Linked DNA regions of Bombyx mori: region 1 is linked to region 2. Evidence: chromatin contacts called from public Hi-C data. All regions are on one chromosome and are shown on one strand. Each heading gives the region's core, a stretch centred on a gene start, on an enhancer-like site or on the middle of the called end of the contact. The rest is flanking DNA. Distances are from core to core; before and after follow the strand shown. Region 1 overlaps LOC101735537 (intermembrane lipid transfer protein VPS13D). Region 2 holds the start of LOC101746272 (selenoprotein M).

Region 1 (5,876 bases), core at 690-3,189, 63 kb before region 2:
ACAAAAATAATCCCATGAATTTCAATATGACATTGCTTATTTTATTCCCAAAGCAAAAACAAAATATTACTTATTCATAATAGCGACGTTCGTACGTCGCAATTAATTGGATACGAATGAATACGAATACGTTGGATGCGTACACTATACGCACACCAACAAAAACTAGTACACCAAAGCTTCCGGAAACAGCTTCGCCTTTAGTTATAGAGCGATGTATCGGCGCCACTCGGCTGTCTCCTTACACTGGCAGTGACGTCATATGCCATTCTATGTAACCTTAGTATTTGATACAGATCTAGTGAGTACAGGCGCACCTGCAGCGCGGTGTGGTGCGGGCGCGCGCGGCGGTAGTGCAGCGCGAGCTGCTGCACGGACAGCTCCACCAGGCTGCGCTCCCCCTCCCCCACGTCGGCGCGCAGCCGCACGCTCAGCGCCGGCACCTCCGCGCGGACTGCACCACCACGGGACACATATATTTATTTGTTTAAACACAAGACATGTTCGCTTTTAGACATTTTCTTATTTTATGATGACTCCTTTTCTGATTATTCGTCCACTGACTCAATGAAAGCTGAGACGCACGTGGGCGACTTATTTTATTTAGGAAAGTTATGTTTAAGAATGAACGTCGGGCTGGTATTTTAATAAACATATTCGATAAAATTTACGAATTAACAATAGTGCGAAATCTCCAAAAGCGAAGATTTTACGGTCCCTGTAACTTCGTTATCCAGGTTCGACTGTTTAATAAACAAATAATTTTGATGAATGAAAATGAAAAAAAAAGGTTGAATCGCATGAAGTAATCACCGATGAGCGGGATGAAGTGCGGTGCGGGCGGCGCGCTGGCGGGGCGCGGCACGGCCAGCACCGCCGCGCGCACCGCGGGGTCCAGCCGCAGCGTAGGGACCGCGCCCTCCACCACCGACCCGCCCTGTGCAACAATACAAAAATAAATCACCATCTGTTTTGTTCCGTTGAACGCAATACCCTTCGAGAGCCGACGGCTGGCATGCTGCTAACCAGAGATGAACACAAACTATTTTTTAACTATTATTTAAATATGTAGTTTGTACACACTAGATGCTTGTACCCACCCTACAGCAACCTAAGATTTATTTGGTAAGTTAAAACTAATTATAAAACGAAGTATGAAAGCTGGGTCGCTCACGTCGTGCAGTCCGTGCGCGGGGGGCTGGTGCGAGGGCGCGGGGGGCGGCGCGGGGGGCGGCGCGGGGGGCCCGGCCGCGGAGGACAGCGCCTGCAGCAGCTGCTCGTACTGCTCGCGACAGGCGGACAGCTGCAGCCCCTCCACTATTTTCCCGGTCACTTCACACTGCACACAGACACAATACCTCAATTGTCTATAGCGATATTCCGCTAGTTAAGGTGCCGTCAGCTGTACGAGCCTTTAATTCTATTGTGAAGAATTAAAACATGCTAACACGAAGAATATCGCGAGCCTTTTGCTCAGGGCGATGAAAATCACTCGCTGGTTTCGTGGATCACGGGCATGACTAATATGAGCTTCCACAGTCAGCGCAGAAATGATGTTTAAGAAGGTATTCCGAACGTGTTAATATGGAGGTGAGGTGCAGTCGACGCCAAGCGTGCAGTCAATTGGAGTAGATTTCGAAAAGCAAACAAGCTGGCAACGTCCTATGTGTTAATCAATTACCCGAGCCTGTACAGAACAGAGCACAAGCGGCAAGTGAGTGCCGCTACACGCCTATACGTGAGAACGAGAGTGAGACTGAAAAAAATTAAACTGATATTTTGTGGAGGCTGGACATTCGAGTAAGGTTGCGCTGCATCTGTACCTGGTAGACGACTTCCCCGTCGAGCTCCTTGTCGCAGTAGTCCAGGGTCAGCTGCAGCGCGGTGTCGTGCAGCACGGGCTTGCCGGCCGACACGTCGTACGTGTCCTCCATGCTCTCGGCGGTCAGCGGCCGGTGCTTCAGCTTCTCGGCCACGTCCAGCTGCCAACCAACCACACATCGCATCACACTCACGCCCGCGCGACACGGCGGGCAGTGGGCGCGGCTCCGTACCGTGGCCAGGGCGATGTCTCGCAGGCGCACGGTGTAGGCGGTGTGCGCGGGCGGGCCGGGCCGGTTGGCGAGGCTCATCCGGCCCAGGTGCGCCACCAGCACCGCGCTGCTCTCCGCCGACACCGGCACCACCACCACCGGCGACTCCAGCTCCACGCTCACGCTGCAACACTCCACGCCCTGTACTCCTGCACTCCTGCACTGCTCTCATATAGAATCTACACAATTACTGCTACTCTAACGTACTACTACGTACTATCAGAATCACTCTATTTATTACAAAATCGTCAACAAAATTTGAGTATTAATAATTAATATAATAGTACGAGATCTCGCTGCAGGTTGGTGTGCTCATCGACTTTTTTTTAAAACCAAATTTTTATGTTTATTTATAATTAAGAGAATATATATTTACTAGGGTGCCTATCAAAATTTGGAGCCATTATTTTTAATTAAATTATTTTTAATTGATTTTTGGTAAAGAATTTCGTTTATTTATTTTTTAAATAAAATAACGTTTACATCACGGTAATTAATATGAAGATTCTAAAAAATCACGGTTGCCGTTGCGCACCTGGCCGCACCTCTTTGCAGCCAGGTGTAAACAGGTATGATTTCGATAAATTTATACGTTTATAACCTATTTTCATTAATTATATGTGAAATTGAAGCTAATTTTTTTCTATTAATTATCATATAAAGTTGCTTAATTAAATCTGGCCGCAAATAAGGGTTACTGGCTGTTAAAGATAATAAATATTTAAGGTAGAGTGAAAGAGAGTTAGCGCGTAACATCATTTGTCAGACGAGGACAGCGATTGCCGGCTGTGCGACGCTTTTGCGCATGCGTCGAACGTTAGTGTTCTCAACCACCAGGGAGTAATAGAGACGACTTATAATAAATACTCCAAAAAATATGTAATTTTTTTCAAAATGACAAATTTCTAAATTGCAACAAAAAATTAATATTGATTTGATATATCGACGGTCTAGTTAGCAATTTGTCTAACTCCTTATTTTTTAGAGGGTGACTTTTTTTAACATTTTGATGAAGCAATAATCCAATTACAAATTATTTGAATGATTCAAACTAAAATATTATATCTCTATTAGATATTAATGATATTAAATGTTTTTTTAAAGCGTCGCAAAAGCGTCGCACAGCCGGCAATCGCTGTCCTCGTCTGACAAATGATGTTACGCGCTAACTCTCTTTCACTCTACCTTAAATATTTATTATCTTTAACAGCCAGTAACCCGTATTTGCGGCCAGATTTAATTAAGCAACTTTATATGATAATTAATAGAAAAAAATTAGCTTCAATTTCACATATAATTAATGAAAATAGGTTATAAACGTATAAATTTATCGAAATCATACCTGTTTACACCTGGCTGCAAAGAGGTGCGGCCAGGTGCGCAACGGCAACCGTGATTTTTTAGAATCTTCATATTAATTACAGTGATGTAGACGTTATTTTATTTAAAAGATAAATAAACGAAATTTTTTACCAAAAATCAATTAAAAATAATTTAATTAAAATAATGGCGGCCAAATTTTGATAGGCACCCTAGTAAATATAACTAGTCAGGTCATAAGTATTGTCACAGAGTAAAAACTTTTCTTTTAGAATGCTGGCCACAAAAAAGTTTATTGAATTCGAATTTCGAATTGTTCATGAAAATAAAAATGTAAACTTTTAGAATTTTACTCATTTTTAATTATGGAGTGGACGCTTAAAGAAGACCGTGTTGCAGTTATTGCGTTGCATCGTTGCGGTTACGCGCCAATTCAAATTTTTAACATACTGAAAAATTTGAATATAACCAAAAGATTCGTTTATCGTACCATCAAACGATACAATGAAGACTCTAGTGTAGATGACAGGTCAAGAAGTGGTCGCCCTCGGTCTGTTAGGACTCCAGCAGTGATAAAAGCTGTGAAGGCGCAAATTCAAATAAATCCCAAACGTAAGCAGAAACTGTTGGCCCTTCAGATGGGGTTAAGCAGAACCACGGTGAAAAGGGTGTTAAATGAAGACTTAGGGCTTCGGGCATATCGAAGAAAAACAGGACATCGTTTGAATGCTCGTCTAATGGACCTGAGACTGAAGAGATGCCGCGCTTTGTTGAAGCGGTACGCGGGAAAAAAATATCGGAAAATTCTTTTTTCGGATGAAAAAATTTTTACCGTAGAAGAGAGCTACAACAAACAAAATGATAAGGTGTACGCACACAGTAGTGAAGAAGCGAGCAACCGTATTCCGCGTGTCCAACGAGGTCATTTTCCATCCTCGCTCATGGTATGGTTGGGAGTTTCTTATTGGGGCTTAACAGAGGTACATTTTTGTGAGAAAGGTGTAAAAACGAATGCAGTTGTGTATCAAAATACAGTCCTGACGAACCTTGTGGAACCAGTTTCTCATACCATGTTCAATAACAGGCACTGGGTATTCCAACAAGATTCGGCGCCAGCTCATAGAGCGAAGAGCACACAAGACTGGCTGGCGGCGCGGGAAATCGACTTCATCCGGCACGAAGACTGGCCCTCCTCCAGTCCATATTTGAATCCGTTAGATTACAAGATATGGCAACACTTGGAGGAAAAGGCGTGCTCAAAGCCTCATCCCAATTTGCAGTCACTCAAGACATCCTTGATTAAGGCAGCCGCCGATATTGACATGGACCTCGTTCGTGCTGCGATAGACGACTGGCCGCGCAGATTGAAGGCCTGTATTCCAAATCACGGAGGTAATTTTGAATAAACTTTAGTGTCATGAGAATCTATGTTTTGTTAAGTTCATTTTGGTATATGAATGGTTACATAATGAATAAACTTGTTTCAATTATTTTACATTAAACATGTGACAGAATTTATGACCTGACTAGGTATATTCTCTTAATTATAAATAAATATAAAAATTTGGTTTTAAACAAAAAGTCGATGAGCACACCAACCTGCAGCGGGATCTTAGACTATAAACATTAACTGGATCAATGTCTACTAGTGAAAGAATAGTGGCGGATGTGTCACACTAACTTTAGTGTTACCGCGATATAAAATCAAACAAACTCGCGATTATTAAATGCAAATGATGCAGTATCTGGAGGAGCGCCGACAACTGTATGGTTTGTAGTCCACAATGGCTACCTCAGCACGACGCTGTCGGACGTGAGGTCTGGGGGCTCGTCCAGCGAGGTGCCGGTGCTGGCGGTGCGCCGTCTCGGAGACACGCCCTCCGTCGACTGGGACAGCTTCGGGTTGGAATACAACGACTCCCCTCTGAGAGAAAATACACGTGGCAAAATATTGTTTCATTATGTAAACCAGATTTCACTCAGACTGATGTGGGAATCAAAGCCACAAGTCCTGCCACAAATATACAATTTGACCCCTACCTCGGGTGCACGAGTCCTATGGCCATGTCGGCGGCGGCGGCTCGGATGGAGCGCGCCAGGTTGGACAGGTACTGCTTGAACTCCGTGAGGCACGACCTCAGCTCCAGCAGCAGCGCGTTGGAGTGCGTGTACCACACCCGCGCCACCTGCACGCTCACGCGCACCTCCACCACTCCACGCATGCAAACATTTGTACGATATAGTGACGTCGCGACGGACGAATTTTATAGTGCAGAGGAACAAACAATTAATTTTTTTGAAATTACATTGAAGCCATTTACACATTATAATCAATTACAATTTACTATTTTAATGGATTCTTGTGTTCTGAAAATTCGGTTTATATTTCAACTTTGCGGCGGATTTGGTCTTTATAAATATATTAACCGAACAGAATGAAAGCAAGTTGAAACGGCAAGACTG
Region 2 (6,560 bases), core at 3,338-5,837:
TGAGTCCCCACGGGTGGGTACCACCGCCCTGCCTATTTCTGCCGTGAAGCAGTACTGCGTTTCGGTTTGAAGAGTGGGGCAGCCATTGTAACTATACTTGAGACCTTAGAACTTATATCTCAAGGTGGGTGGCGCGTTTACGTTGTGGAGGTCTATGGGTTCCAGTAACCACTTAACACCAGGTGGGCTGTGAGCTCGTCCACCCATCTAAGCAATAAATAAATAAAAAAGTATATTATATATATAAAATTTGACGTGTATATTTATGTTCCCTATAGATCCCAATGATAGAACTATTTTGAGAAAATTTACAGAATATCTTCAAATTGGCTTAGTCTGTAGGTGGTGCTTTAAATTTTGGTACTGATCTGATGAAACTCGATCCAAAGATTGGACAGCAAGGGAGCTAGGCTTGACTAGTCCTAATTAAAATACTTAAAATATTTTGAAAGATGTATTCTATTGAAAGATCTTCTCTATCTATCTATTGCAAGATTCTAGATTTTACCTATAAGATTTATTGAAAGATATATATAATATAAGCAAAATTTAATTAACAATTCTCATTTCTAAAAATTGTACCTACAAATATTTCACAAAAAGAGTAATTAGAATGTGCAGCAGAAAGTTTTTCATTTATAAATTATTAATTTTTAAAATATAATCTACATGTATTGGTCTTATTGGTCTCTAGACTATGAAAACATTTATAATTATAATTTGCATTCCCATCTCTTTGTATGCACATATCAATCAGTTCCGAGGCTTCACATTCCTAGACTAGATTCTGTACTCAGCACATGAAAGAACAGAAACATTGCTAACTAGCTAACCTAACACTTCACTTTTATAAAAATATTATAATTTTACATAAACTCACTCTGTATGGTTCTATCATTTGCTGGGAAAACACTCCCTTCTCATAGAGAGCCATCACCATAGAATCTAAGTCTGTGCCCTCCACCAGAGATGAGAAATTTCTCTGGATTGCTTTCTTGTGCTCCTCTTGCATATTGCATTAAATTTGTTGGATTTAACTTTATGTTTGAGTTACAGATGAAAATGGGGAAGGAAGACAGCCACATTTAAATTATTAACAATTAATTACAATTTAATTTACTACATTCCAAATAGGCTTAAATTTTTATCATATTCTTTCAAGGATATGTGTGTCCGGCATAGCTTCTAGTTATGAGGACTGGAATGTTCCCGTTCTTAGGACAATATTTTGATTAGGTCACAACTGCAGGAACCTTTTTGTAATATTATCAGGATGACACAATTCACAAACACAATTCTGCACGTCCGAACAGCTCAAATAAATTAAGTGTATAATCTATGGTAGGTGGTATGGTGGTACCGGTAAAATGGGGCGTTTAGGGATTGAGAGGCGAATCGGGAAAAAACCGGGAAAATCTTTCGACGCTCAATATAAGTTTTATATTCGTTGCAAAATCTTCCATTTTTTGTAGTTTAATAGTAGAATGTTGAAAGTTCACAAAATAACTCTGAATATGCACGATAATAGCTGCTAACTTATAAAAAATCGCGTTTCAAATTAACTTCCTGTGGTGGTAATTATTTTAGTGCTAGAAACTTTGCTCTCTTTTATTTATTTGATAATAATAGAAGACGACTATGATTTATAAACGTTATTTAGTGTTTGAACCAGCATATATATTAAAGGTAAGTCTCAGTTGTTATTGGTTTTAATGTATTTGATTAAATAAAAATACATGTAAAAATCTGTTGTTTTTGGGGATATTAGGGACGTCTTAGGTACAAATAACAACGAAAAAGGGGTCAATTGGGATGAGAATACGTGAAATGGAAACGACCTAAGTATAAATAGGTACAGGTTTGTAGGGTTGTCTATGTAGTTATAACAATATTTTTTTAAATTTGTTGTTAAAAATCTGGTTTATTCGAAGCGAAATTGGGAATAAGTCTTTAGTTGAAATAGATAAGCAATTTAATATAAGTAAGCCGATTTTGCAGAGACATGTAACAAGATCAATGAAATCTCAAGGTGGACAAAAATGTCTAAGTTATACTTAATAAAATATTAAATATTTGTTCAGAGTGGGGGTATTCATCTGATTAATCCATGGAATAACCGACACACCTAATCTCTTAACCCAGATAGAAATATCAGCACTGTCGATTGCACCTATAATTGAGGTGATGTCTGCCATGTACTTTTGTCAGTTTTTAAATTTTTTTTATTGATGATCACTTTGTTGGTGCAACTAAATAAATAAATTAATTAAAACTATATATAAAAATAAAAGTAGTGCCAACCCTAGCAAATTTCTCATTTCATCCCAATTAACCGCAATTTTCGGGTAAATAGGGATTACACCTATTTTTGCATTTTTTGCTTAAACTGGAATGCTAGTTGCTTATTTTTAAATTGGACAACAAAGATGCCCCCAAGACTCAATCATTTTGATCCTGATATAGCATTATATACATCAACAACTACCTTAAAATTGCTCATAAAGTTGGAATTTATCCCTAATCGCCCCATTTTACGGTACTTTAACTGGACTTTTTGGCGGGAACGCGAGGAGTGAAGTTGTGTGATTTGTTTTATTTTGTCTATTTAGTGTTTCTTCGGGTTTAAATGTGTAATAATGGTGGTTTATTAACTGTTTAATATCTGTGAAAGTGCACAAATGTGGGAAAATGAAACAAAGCTGCTGGACGTAACTTCTCGGGTTCCTTCAAAAAGTCCACTGAAAAAATCTCAGTAAATGACCACCATTTTACTGCGATTATATTTCATCCCATATCATTTCATTTCATTAAATTTCATCCCAGTTGATTAATGTCTCAAATTAATCATCTTCATTTCATTTCACTCCATATTATCATTTTTCATAAAATTAAGAATATAAAGTAAAATAAGACATGACTTAAAAGTCTCAGTTACCAGGTCATAAAATCTCTAAAAAAAAAATGGTACTTTAACTGGACTTTTGGCGCGAACGCGAGGTGTGAAGTTGTGTGATTTGTCTTATTTTGTCTATTTAGTGTTTCTTCAGGATTAAATGTGTATTAACGGTGGTTTATTAACTGCTTAATATCTGTGAAAGCCCTCTACCAAAAAAAAAAAAAGGTAATGACAGATGCGGAAGCTTTTTTTACATAATTTCCAATGGTTCCATTTTAGCGCTTTTTTTTCGGGCCGGCGCCGCGGCGGCCGAACCTCCCACGAGGTACCCGCGCCTATGGGGCGCGCGGGGTATGTGGGACTGGTCCGCGACTGTAAGACCGCGGGGCCAGGGATGTTTTCATTGCCCTGCCCACTAAACGATCCCCTGCACTAATCCCCTCTGAGGTCAGAACACGGAAAAGGTAAGGGGCTTACCGCGGTCAACACTACAACCAAACGGCACAGCTCACCCCAATGACGCTCGGCCGACGGAGCCTTCGATTCGTCTCGAAGGCTCTGAAACGTCAGCCGTCTCGATACGGCAGCCCGTCAGGCCGCCTAGACACTGCCACTGGTGTCCCGGAATGCCCCGCTAGACCAGAACCAGCCTGCTGGGTCGGTAGGCGATACACCACCCACCGGTTGCTCTTTTTTATCTCGAAAATATTTTTCCTTGGCGACGCGCTAGAAATGCTCTCGACCCGCTCAGGTAACCCCTTGACCTTCACCGGGGGAAGCCGCCACCTACAGTGGCCGGGATGTGCGAGCGTAATCTCTCCTCCGGCCCCCTGTTCGACGGCAACGGATCGGTGCGGAAAGGGAAGAGCTCTCCGCTACCTCCTTCTGCGATATGGTGGACTCGCAGAAGTCTAGCATCGCCTTCCAGGTCAGCGCTGTTGTAGTTTTTTTTATTTTATTAATTTACTTATTTGTCCTTATTTCTGTCAATTAAGGAGTATCCCCAAAATCTTCCACGAGTATTGGGATGCTTCTGATCGACGTTTGGATCGGTATCCTGTAAAAGTAACTTCTTTAGAGGGTAAAGTCAAATCGACGTCCAAAATACTGGTAGTCTTAAACAGAGTGAAGCGGTGCTTCACGCCTGATCAAAGACTTTTGCTTTATAGCCTCACCTTTGGGCCCCAAATACCAGCTACTGCCATTTGACTTCATACAAAAGAGGACTTCGATTTGTCGATAATCCCATTCTCACTCACGAATCATTTGGAATCTTTAGGTCTGCGGAGATCCATCTAACTCTCAGTAACTCCTCGCCATTCTACGCAGAAGCTCCTCATTTCCGGTCATCCAACATCTACGATGCCATGCTACTTCACTTCCTTTAATTTCATTTTCCTACATTTAATTATCGGTATTCGTTTTGATTACAAAAGATTAGGCTGTATGAGCTAAGTTATGTTTTTTGTTAGCCAATAAAATATTTTTCCAGTGTATTCCATAGATAATACAGATAATGATATTAAGTGTATAATATATGGCTGTAGGCTCCTACCTACTTGTTCTTGGCCTAAAGATCTAGATACCAGGCCATAAACTCCAAAAAAAAACCTACCTATTCTCCGTGGACTTTTTGGCGGGAACGTGAGGAGTGAAGTTGTGTGATTTGTTTTATGTCTGTTTAATATCTGTGAAAGTGCACAAATGTGGAAAAATAAAATAAAACCGCTTGACGTTACTTCTCGGGATCCTCTAAAAAGTCCACTGAAAAAATCGCAGTAAATAACCACCATTTTACTGAGATTATATTCATTTGAGATTATATCTCATCTCATTTCATTTAATTTCATCCCAGTTGATTAATATCTCAAATTAATCATCTTCACTTCATTTCATTTCACTTCAAATTATAATTTTTTATAAAAATAAGAATATAAATTAAAACAAGAGGTGACTTAAGGGTGTTAGTTACCAGGTCATAAAATCCCAAAAAAAACTTATTCTCTGCTGTTACAGCTTGCGGTTTTTTGACATTTCGCAAAGAAATTGGGTGTCCGAAAATTATTACGACGATTGTATCAATATATTATACACTTATTATATTCGAGAAATTGTATGCTTTTCTCCGCTAAAATACTAGTTTGTTGTTCAATTGCTTAAGTGTAAATTTTTGTTCAGGATGAAGATCACACTTTTATCAGTTGTAATATTTTGTGCAGTTGTCGCTTTATCTTCGGAATATGAATTATCGGACATTGTATCCGCCCGAATTGAGGTTTATAATATTTATCTATTATTTTCAAATTTATTGAAACTAACTAGAAATTTAAGCACCTACATGTGATTCTATGTTTTCAGAGTTGTCGAGGGTGCTCATTGAATCGTCTTCCAGAAGTAAAACGATTTGTGATGGATGATGCTCCTAACTACGATCGTGTCGAAGTGAAATTCATTTCTGGCGCACCACCAGAGCTAGTCCTCCTCGGAGAGGGAGACCATGAGCTCGAGAGACTACCTTTATCTCATCTCAATCAGGAACAGTGCAATGAACTTATACAGAGCAAAGGATTCTCGAATAATAAAAAATCTGACTTATAAACTACTTAGTGTATACGGTACTGTACATTCCACTCATAGAAATAGGTACTTATGTTTTATACAAATGTCACAAATATTAAACAACAATTGTACTTCGGTGGTGACTTGAATAAAATTATAAATATTATTTTGATATATTTATTTTTCTCTATCCTTATGGCTTCCTCTTCATTGTTTATATTTACTTTTAATTTGGTTTGTATGTTATTCTTCACATTATTAAAGTGCAAGTAATCAGTAATGAATACTGAGAATTGAGCTACTGTTAGTCGTCTCCAGGTTTTCTGTGTTACTTTTGTTATTTTATAAAATTAACCTCTCAATTATGCCTACTATACTGTCCTATGTCAAGATCCAGTACTCCCAAGACTAGATAATGAAAAGTTTGTGGCCTGTTATAAAAAAGTAAAAAAAGAAAACTATGATGACTACATGCAATGGAGAATAAACTGCCCTTTTATGAAAAGTTAGTCATAGATCAAATATGTTTAATAATTAGTCAGATAATATTATGGTGTGTACTACGTTTTGTCAAATTATATAAAAAAAGGGTGCGTGTACATATGTACGCGCGTAAGAAGTTATACTTTATTTTTATTAAATTTATTTCGTTTTTTTATATTTAATTTTTAATCAATTTGAAAAAAAATCGATTAAACAACATCCTCAAACACGCATATTGGACATCCCTTTTCTTGACGTCGTATAAATTCGGTAATTCTCGGTACGGTTCGGAAAGTTCACCTGCGGCTATATTCAGTCTCGCCAAGTTACGTCGGTCGTATTGTAATGAGCGATTTAGTGGGCAACTTCATTCTGTTAATTTTGTGTCACGGTACGCGCGCATCGTAAAATTTCACTCTCATCAATTTTTCATAACGCGCCTAAAGACGTATAACTTCAATAAGAATTAATTTAAGCACTAAAATTTAGCTAAGGACCCTTTATCTTTTTTGGTTTGTTTTATGTGTATTTTGTTTTCCATCATGTCTGTACCCAATACTCGAGGTGTATTTTACAATAAATAACACATTTTTATTGTATAAATAATTAAATTCGTCTATTA

What was found. Hi-C and Micro-C count contacts between places; a contact is called where the count stands out from the background.
Region 1: a Hi-C map of whole pupa shows a contact between it and region 2, with 8 times the contacts expected there. The contact joins the enhancer-like site here to the promoter of LOC101746272 in region 2. A contact is called at or near these places in 2 of 7 Hi-C or Micro-C datasets (both in whole pupa).

The regions. Positions count from the first base shown.
Region 1 is chr10:17,276,909-17,282,784 of ASM3026992v2, reverse strand. It overlaps LOC101735537 (intermembrane lipid transfer protein VPS13D), which reads right to left. Exons shown (of 72, transcript XM_038013239.2): 24 at 5,454-5,625; 25 at 5,206-5,337; 26 at 2,055-2,217; 27 at 1,824-1,982; 28 at 1,175-1,339; 29 at 814-937; 30 at 318-454. Among protein-coding and RNA genes, the nearest start is that of LOC101735537, 16 kb to the right of the region's middle. Within about 2 kb of position 1,939, at least 3 of the 8 cell types and tissues checked have open chromatin away from gene starts, as enhancers often do.
Region 2 is chr10:17,216,104-17,222,663 of ASM3026992v2, reverse strand. It overlaps LOC101746272 (selenoprotein M), which reads left to right and starts at 4,587. Exons shown (of 2, transcript XM_062670769.1): 1 at 4,587-5,171; 2 at 5,255-5,621. The coding sequence starts at 5,076. The coding sequence ends at 5,494. It overlaps Nc (Nedd2-like caspase), which reads right to left and starts at 1,202. Exons shown (of 8, transcript NM_001195467.1): 1 at 881-1,202. The coding sequence starts at 1,012.